Regions from separate parts of the Mus musculus genome. Here region 1 is linked to region 2. The links are chromatin contacts, called in public Hi-C maps. All regions are on one chromosome and are shown on one strand. Each heading gives the region's core, a stretch centred on a gene start, on an enhancer-like site or on the middle of the called end of the contact. The rest is flanking DNA. Distances are from core to core; before and after follow the strand shown.

Evidence for each region. A called contact is a pair of places that touch in the nucleus more often than the background predicts.
Region 1: a Hi-C map of the G1E-ER4 cell line shows a contact between it and region 2, with 1.8 times the contacts expected there. The contact joins two enhancer-like sites. A contact is called at or near these places in 1 of 15 datasets of contacts at CTCF or cohesin (the G1E-ER4 cell line), 8 of 484 Hi-C or Micro-C datasets (the G1E-ER4 cell line, the HPC-7 cell line, bone marrow-derived macrophages and 1 more) and 3 of 115 datasets of contacts at active chromatin or transcription factors (the HPC-7 cell line, large pre-B cells and microglia).

The regions. Positions count from the first base shown.
Region 1 is chr16:93,149,040-93,153,626 of GRCm38.p6, reverse strand. No RefSeq gene overlaps it. Among named protein-coding and RNA genes, the nearest start is that of Gm30474, 19 kb to the right of the region's middle. Within about 2 kb of position 2,911, at least 35 of the 459 cell types and tissues checked have an H3K27ac peak or open chromatin away from gene starts, as enhancers often do. A contact at or near this core is called in the G1E-ER4 cell line, where this site is marked.
Region 2 is chr16:92,881,943-92,886,790 of GRCm38.p6, reverse strand. No RefSeq gene overlaps it. Among named protein-coding and RNA genes, the nearest start is that of Runx1, 58 kb to the right of the region's middle. Within about 2 kb of position 2,855, at least 61 of the 459 cell types and tissues checked have an H3K27ac peak or open chromatin away from gene starts, as enhancers often do. A contact at or near this core is called in the G1E-ER4 cell line, where this site is marked.

The DNA of each region.
Region 1 (4,587 bases), core at 1,662-4,161, 270 kb before region 2:
CCAGAAAGGCTTTTAGAAATGAAAATCCCAGAATAACCACTGAAGATTTTGCTTGCCTGGTATTTGGAGTCTGGGTCTAGCCAGACCCTGTGAGGGGAGGTGCAATGATTGTCACATCGGGGCAGAGCGGGCACACCCTACCGTTGCTCCTGTCTAATTTCCATCACCTGGCCAACTGGCAGCCAGCGCCTTCTCTTCACCAGCTGAAGGGATTAAGTCATCTAGTATTAGAAGTACCCTGTCTGCTCATGACCCCCTGAGACTAACAGGACTGGGAGTCAGGCAGCCAAAGAGGTGTTGACAGGGTGAGTGTCTGCCTCTTCTACAGTGTCTGTTGTGGCTTCAGTGTCAGACACGGGGCAGACAGGGAGGGGGAGGAAGCTGGCACCGGGGAGCAGGGGACGGGAAGGGAAAAACTGTCAGCCCAGACTCCTCCGGCAGATGCTTAACTCTTTAAAAACCTTGTCTTCAGTGGCTCTGAGAAAGGAGTGGGCCACAAGATGAAGCAGATGTTGTCCTAGGAGAGAGCTGAGTGGCAGCTCATAGTAGACGTTTCTGTGGTGAGAGTGCAACCCTTTCCCTTTCAGCAAGTCCTGGTACCCCACTAGGAACCCGGAGCATTTCCGGTTCCTCTGAAGATACAGCTCCCCACCGGATCAGAGAGCACGTGTCAGAAGGACGGTTGGAAAGCTCTCTCTGTGGTTAGAAGACTCGGCCATATCAAGGCCTGTTTCTGATTTTGATAAGTGCACCTGGCTTATGAAAGAGAGCATCCTTCTTGGGAAATACACATTAGGGTGGTCAGGAAGGAGAGAACTGTCTGCTGCGACAGTTCACAAGATAGCAAATGAAAAGTAACAACTGAGAAATCAAGTCCAGAGAGAAAATAGTCTCTATCACCAGGAAGTTATTTCCAAATAGAGCTTTAAAAATAAGTAATAGCACCCCACCCCCCCACCCCCCGCCAAGTTTCTGCTATGCCATGAGGTCTCTTACCACATTCTCTCTGGAATTGAGGGCAATTCCATCCCCAGAGTCTGTCCTGAGCAGGATTTGATGTCATTATTCCCAAGAAGCTGATAAGCCCCATGGGAAGGGACTAGCTCTCTGAGTTTCAGAACCAGACAGAAAGCGGTGTGTGTGTGTGTGCGCGCGCGTGCGTGTGTTTCTATGTGTGTGTGTAGGTGTAGAAAGCTGTGTGTGTATACATATGTATACATGTATGTATGTGTGCAGTTATGTATATTTGTGTATATACGCATGTGTGTATGTGTATGTACACACATGTGTGGGTGTGTGTATACATGTGTGGGTATGTGTACACACATGTGCATGTGTGTGCATGCATGCATGTGCTTATATGTGTGTGCATACACATGTGTATATATGTGTACACAGGTGTGCATGTGTGTATATGTGCATATACATGTGTGCATGTGTGTGTGTGTGTGTGCATGTATGTATACATGGACATATGTCACATGTGTGTGGAGGTCAGAGGACAGCCATAGGTGCTGTTCCACATGCACAATCCACCTTCTCCTTTGAATTTTTGAAACAGGTTCTCTCATTAGTCTGAAGTTTGCCAAGAAGACAAGGCTGGGTGGCCAAGGCACCCTGGGGATCTGCCAATCTCCATGTCCCCCTTCCCCCAGTGTAGGGATTACAAGTTTGCACCACCACATTCAGCTCCTTAACAGTGGGTTCTGGGGATCGAACCCCGGTCCTCATGCTTGCTGTGCAAGCACCTACTCAGCTTTCACTTAGCTGTGACTGGCTATAAAATGCCAAAGTCTTGAGATGGCTCAGGGGTTAAGAGCATTGGCTTTTCTTCCAGAGGTTCTGAGTTCAATTCCCAGCAACTACACACTGGTGCACAACCATCTGCATGGGATCTGATGCTCTCTTCTGGTGTGTACTCACATAAGTAAAATAAATATATCTTTTGGTTTTTAAATGATAAAATCTCTAGCAATATATAGCTGACAGAATCATGTGAACTGGCCCTGTGGACCTGCTGGAGGCTCCGTGTCTTCTGGCCTTTCTCAGCTTTCCTGGGTTCAGAATAAAGCATGCTCGCAGTTGGTTGGTTCCAGAAGGTGGAGTTCTGAGCTGGCAGGGAGTGACAGATGACCCGGCTACTTGCATGTGTCATGAAGCAGCAGAAAGCGAGTGACACCAGTTTGAAGCAGCGTGTTCCTTTCTCACGGTCCCAACAGAGGGAATCTTAGTCCCACTCTTTCCGTGCGAGGATTCTTGAGAACTCTTGGTTCAGTTTCTCACTCAATTTATTAATTTCCCCTTCGAGTGTTAAGAATCAATGTAAATAACACATTTAAAAGTCTATAATGCCGGGCGTGGTGGCGCACGCCTTTAATCCCAGTACTCAGGAGGCAGAGGCAGGCGGATTTCTGAGTTCATGGCCAGCCTGGTCTACAAAGTGAGTTCCGGGACAGCCAGGACTACACAGAGAAACCCTGTCTCGAAAAACCAAAAAAAAAAAAAAAAAAAAGTCTATAAAACTAACTAGTCAAGGTATTCTCTGAAGTGGTTTCAGTACAGGGCAAATAGCCCCCCCCCCCCATGCTCTTACTGCCCCACGCTGTCTTTCAAAAATGACTTTTAAATCCTTATTCACCAGGACTGAGGTGCTTGAAAAAAACAACCATTTGGAACTTTTTTTTTTAACTTCAGACTTGTATATGAACACATAAGACACTCGATAAGAAGCTCGATGGCTGTCGTTTCTCTGGGGTAGAAAAATGTTAGCTTGTATTTAGGACTTTTTTTTTTTTTTGAATTGCTAGTTGTCGGTTTAGAGAATTTATTTTCTCCACTTAGATGGATTCCTTTCTGCCCTGTGATTCATAAGTCTCCTCGCAGCCTGCTGCTTGTTATGTCTGCCCTGCACGATTAGTCACCGGTTCAGGGGGTGCTCTATTTTCCCTTCCCGATCTGCACCACAATGCATCTTCTTCAGTAAGAAGTCATTTGCTGTTTCCAGCCACATCCTAGCTCCCCGTTCCTATTTGGACAGGAGCGGGCAGGGCTGCCTCTGATGGCTGGTGCGGACACGCACAGCCTTCTTGTGCGAAGACAAACTAGACGCTGAAAGGCAGGGTTGAGTGGGGAGGGGCCGGAGCATCTCAGAGCATTAAATAGCTTTCTGAGTGAGAACACTTCGTGATGTAAGTGTATTCTTGAGAACGCACTGCTTGGCGGTGAGATTACTTAGGCGTGGAATGCCATCATCCCGGCTACCATCTCCATAAAGAGTTCCTTAGCTTAGAGGACTCATCTTCAGAGACCATGCTTATTGGAATTCAGAGATAGTGTCTCCTGGGGTGCTCTGAAGTGAAGCTGTGTTCTGGTCACTCCAGAGCCTCTCCAAATGGCCGTGATCTCCAGAGCTTTCTCTGAGAGGAAGTCAGGTAGTGTGTGGACCCCCTGCAATTCTGTGGGTACTTGGGGCTATTTTAAGTTTGTGCCACTGACACCGCGTTTTTATTTTGCCTAAACCGAGTATAACATCACTTCTCCCTCATTATCAACACATGGGCAACACTTTCATCAGAGCAACGACAGTGTGTGTGTGTGTTTATTTTCTAAGACAGAATATTCTTCCTGTAATTTATTTAACTTACCAGATTTCGTTTTGCAAGCCTGGGAGGCAGCATGTTGGCACCAAAGCCAGGACAGTTCACAGTTTATTTCCATAATGACCATGCAAAGCTTCAAATGTATATTGAGTTCGGATGGGTCCCTCTGCTTTTAAGGAAGAAAGAAAAATGTATTTTGATGAGACACTGCCGTTTTGAGTACAGTTTTAGCTTTGTAAATTGCATTTAAGACAGTGTTATTTACAACATAAGGAAGCTTAATATATTTTCCAAAATTGTTGGTGATTTGACACTTGTATCCTTGAAGTCTCCGGTAATTTCATTATTCAGAGAATAGAACATATATAGCTGTGGGTAATGATTCTTGTTAGAAGTTTCTGGTGGCCTTCTGAAAGAATTAAAATGACTTTTAAATTTGATTTCTTGCATACTTTCAGAGTCCAAAGGTCACAATTCTCTATTAGTCTACCAAGGGCGACATCTAAGGTATTCCTGCAAGCCCCTTTAAGGCCTCCCTACTCAATTTAAGAGTTTGGATGTCACTACATTGAGTTCATGTAAAATATCACTATTGTGACTCATAACTTACTGCAGTTTCAATTTTTTTTTTCAAAACCTGCCTGACAGATGCACAGGGTGCTGGAAGAGCTATTCTGTGGCTCTGAAGCTTGCAAAACGGGATCTGGACTCCACAGAGGCAAAGCTCTTCCGGCTTTTGGAGCCCCCCCGATGTCATCTGAGGCCTGAGTCCCTGGGGTTGTTTTCAGGTCTCCCATGAGAGTTGTGTGAGGTGACGTCAGGTTTGAGGGTGTGGAAGAGTGGTCCTCACTATCGTATCCTGGGTTGAGATGCCCAGGATGCAAAACCACCAGGTGTCTTCTTGTTCAAGGATTGCTATCCAAAGTAACCTAACATTTAAGCTTCGAATGCATGCACATGCGATGAAGATGCACTGTGCCTTCTTCAT
Region 2 (4,848 bases), core at 1,606-4,105:
ATAGTGGATGTTAACTATCTTCCACTGTACAATGAAACTTCTCCGATGAAGTCTGAGAGCTGAGCAAATGGTCTGTGGATAGAGAGATGTGGATTTAGAGGGCAATTTCCCACTCTGTCCATTTTGAAGAATAGTAGTAGCAGGAGTAGGCTTACTACTGGATGCACTAGGCTCCCTGACTGTATGTTCTTGGTTAGATACTACAGGTCTGTACTAGACATAGGTTTCCTTCTATAGGGTAGGCCTTACATCCAACCAGAAAACAGTTGCTAATCTCCATAACATCTGCGCCGCTACTGCACAAACAGGCACAGGCTGATACACCTGAGTCATTTCTGTAGTCCGTAGGGTTTCCAGCTGGGGAAGTCTGTTGATAACTACCCACCCTGCACACACACCAGCTTGCAGGCCCCTTCCCATGCTATGAGAGGACCTTAGGGGAGAAGCCTCCTTGTTGGTACCAACTTGACTTCTCCATGGCCTGTGTCAAATGGGAATGATGTCTTCAGCAACCAAGAAACAGTGACAACAACCTGTGCTGTTGGGGGTGGGTGTCCAGGACACCTCTGACCAACAGCTCATTACTGTTTTCATCTTTTATGTGTTGACTGCCACCCACAGCTGACATCATTCCTAACCAGCACACGGCCTCTAACACCTTCCCATTACATCAATCTTTCGCCTTGTTTTGATCACAACCTCCCTGCGGCCATCCCACGAATACACATCCTTGTAGCCTGTCACCCACAGCCTGCCATCATCATGGAGGAACAGCCCATCATAAGTCCCCTCTCTAGGTCCTGCACTCTTCCATAAACAAATGGACACTGGAGAGTAACGCTGTCCTTGAACACAACTCTCCTTATAATTTCCTTTGTCAAAAAGACCTTGATGTGATTGTAGTTGCAACCAAAGAGGGAGCTAGAGAAATTCACAGAGCAGACATCAGCATCCCCGTGACAATATGCAGAGAACAAGTGCTTGCATGGAATGGGCCACTGCACACACAGTGATATGGCCACACAACAGTAACCCAAAGGTACTAGAATATAATCTGTGCTATCTGAGTGTGGAGATGTATGCCTGTAAACCTAGCACTCAAGAGGTTGAGGTAGGAGAACCAAGAGTCCAAATTAATCCTTGGCTATGTGGCAAGGTTCAGAACAGCCAAGGGGTGTGTGGGATTCTGTCCCAAAACCAAACAGAAAAGTCTTGGTAACATATAATCTTCTATGAACATGGGCTGTTCACTGTTTAGATATTGGATGGAAACTAAAGACTGATTCCAGAAATGAAGCCCCACAGTGGTTGTTTCAGAACAGCGAGGTTTTAGGGAATTTCATTCTCCTTTTTTGTTCTGTTCTGAATTTTTTAATGTTACCTATAAACACACATCACCATTAAAATAAAATTAAATCTCTCTCTTGCTTTCTCTCTCTGTCTCTCTGTCTCTGTCTCTGTGTGCCTCTGTGTGTTGCATTCATGTGTGCATGTATGTGTGTATATGTGTGTGCATATGTGTGTGTGTGTGTGTGTGTGAGCGCACACGGGCATGCTTGTAGGTTTGTATGTGCATTTCTTTGGAACAGGAAGTTAACACTAGCATTGTTCTGCACGAGCTTTAGACCCAGTCCTTTTGAACCACGTTATCTCACTGGGGCCTAGAGCTTGCTCAGGGGTCTGGGTTGGGTGACCAGGCTCCCAAAGCTGCTCGTGTCTCTGTCTTCCCTGATGCTGGGATTACACCAGCCCCCCCCCCCAGCCAGCTTTGCATGTGGGTGATGATGATGGGAACTGGTCCTTGTGTTTGTGTGATGATGCTCAATGGACAGAGCTTCCTCCCAAGAGCTATATGGTCTTAAATCCTAACAGTTCTTTGAGGCTCAGCTTGACCTGCTCAGAATGCGTTCTGTACATTTCCCTGCAGGATCCTCTCCATCTGCTTTTAACTTGTTTGCAGAATGTTCCCCTCTTAGCACGCATGTCATGCATGGGCTTGAATTAGACCCATCAGGATAGTGTGACTTTTACTCCATGCCACCCTTGCTCTGTACTTAGAATGCATCCCATCATCTTTGTGTTTCCTGTGAGGAGCCACCAAATGCCCCCTCCAGAGTGGCAGGAGGTTTAGCTGGCATGTGTCTCTCCAGGTGGTCCATACAATGTGTGTTCAGATTAAGGGTATTGAAATCTCAAGAGATTGATTTGCCAAGGAAAGCACTTCCTCCAGTCAATTTAACACTTGTTTACTGAACTAGCCTACTTGGTGAGTTTCAGGCCAATGAAAGATTTTGTCTAAAAATCAATGTGGAGGATGCCTAAGAAATATCAGACAAGGCTGTCTTTCTGGCCTGTGTACATAACCAGATAGCCTAGGATGGCAGTGTCCCATAGAACTTTTCTCAGTAGCTCAGCCACACATAGAGAGCCAACCACACATCCTATTCTGTTATTCATCTTTCCCTGGAAACACTACATGGGTCTTCCCCTCTCTGAACAACTCACTTTTCAGAAGTAGGGGCAGCTAGCACTGGCCTAATGCTCAGGGCTGGGCTCACACCGGTCTGAGGCTATGTCAGCGCAGGCCTATAAATCACTCTCAGTTCTTGCCTCTTTCCTGTTGTGCTGACAGCATCAGGAAGCTGCTGTGCGGGCTATAGCCCACACTAACAACTGGCAGATAGCGCTGAGCTGAAGGAAGAAACATGTCGAAAGCCCCATTCAAGGCAAGTTGTTAGCAAGTGTGAACAATGCTCAGAATAACAGGGCTTTTCCCAGAGGCCCCCTGCAAGAGCCTGGCTGCTCACATCTGTCCCAGGCCACCAGAGTCTTATCTTGCCGGTACCATGTGCTCCCACTTATCTGCCGGCAGCCGGACCCCACTGATGTCAGCACACAGGCCAGCTTGCAGCGCTGGCCACCTAATGAAGATCAGGTGGTGGGAACGATGCGTTCTCTCTTTCGCTTGCTCTCAGATGGTTCGTGTGTTTCGACAGCAGACGGGAAAGTGTATTTCTAAGACCATGGTGTGCATGTTCATACTCAGAGGCTGAGTCTTCTCACAGCCTTGTCAGGGCTTGTTTGTAGCTGTTATCGATGTCGAGTTACCAAGGGTCCCCTGAGTGTCAGAATCTTGAATTATCCAAATAAGTCCCTCCCAAAGGTCTTCCTCTCAGTACTCTGAGAACCCTTTGTGCTTTTGATCAAACTGTAGATGGTGACGGAGCTGGCATTGCGGGACCAGGCATAATTGAACTTGTAGAATTAGGTAGAAGGACTGGTGTTGACCTCAGGAAACTGCTCACTATGCATATACATACACACATATAGACACATGGAGACACACACAAACTACACACATATACACAAATGGAGACCCACACAAACATATGCACAAACATAAATACACACTTTACTGTTAGCATTTGCATACAGAGTCTCTCTCTCTCTCTCTCTCTCTCACACACACACACACAAATACACACGATGGAAAGACATGTTTAGAAAGATAGAAGGCCAGGTACCATGTGTAATGACATTGTTCTCACCATGAAGCCACAAATGACGGGGTTTGTACTGAGCATCTCCTAGTAATAGGATCATGACCTTGACCCAGAGCTACCCCTACACAAAATCAGTCAAGTGTGTGTAACTTAATGGTGGCCAGCATCTAGAGCGTATGAGGAAGTATGGGTTCAAAGGAAGATCCCCTCTCTCTTAAGATGTTGCTGCATAAGCAATTTTGAACCTTGGCAACTTAAGAGCTCTACCATCAAAGGCCTAGAGAGAGATGACGCCCATTGGTGACCAGTTATCTCTGTTGTGCATAGCTCCTGGGCTAATTTTTATATTGCTCATGTGCATACTTGTACTCCTCACTTAAAATCAGGCTCAATGGGTTCAGGTCAATAGAGAAACATTCTTCACTGTGCCCAAAACATATAATATGGAGCTCAGGACATTATAGATGGCTGATGTCCATTGAGCATACGGTGACAACTACCACCCAGTATTCCTCTTCCTGATTATTCTCAGAACAGAATTTGATTTTCTATTTCAGATTGAAATGCAGTTTCCTGGAGATCATGCACATTGTGTGAATATAGTGTGCAAATGATATTAATCAAATAATAGTAAGAAATGGATAATATTCCATACAATGATAATGAACTTTGTTAGAAATAGAAGATTTTAAAACATTCAGAACTGAAGAAGAAAGAGTAAATATGATCAAGATTTTTTTTCCTCCAAACTGTGAAATAAATAAGTATCAGGAAAATTTCTTCAGAACTGTAGAAATTAGTGTCTAAGGCCAAGTGAGTCAGTCAAGGGTAATCTGCAAGGAGCCCAGAATTGATGCCGGTGTTCACACACCACAGCATTAAGCACAGAATATAATCAAACAACAGAATATTTTGGTTCAGAAAGGTCACCAACACTAATCACCTTCACCAGAGTTTAAGTCAGTAAAGTATAGCAGAAGCTTGTTCGAAAGAAATGGCTGGAGCAGTCAAAGCCAAGGATAAAGAAGGTAATGGTGACTCTTATGGTAGAGTGGAGCAGAGAAGAACATGGAACATTGAAAGCCTGGGATCGGGGAGAGGACATGCTGAAAACCACCCATACACACGAGGAAGCAGTGATGTGTTCCAGGCACAGATCAAACAGATGTTGGGAGAGGCTGTGTGACAGCAAGGAGGCCATGGGGACAGCCACTGGAGATTAGCTTCAGCCTGAAGAGGAGGCCATGGGGACTGGAGGAGGCTATATACCAGCTTCTTTGGATCTCCTCTAACCAATAAATAGCAGGAGCTGTGTAGAGTCAGGGGCAGGTAGATCTGGCATCTG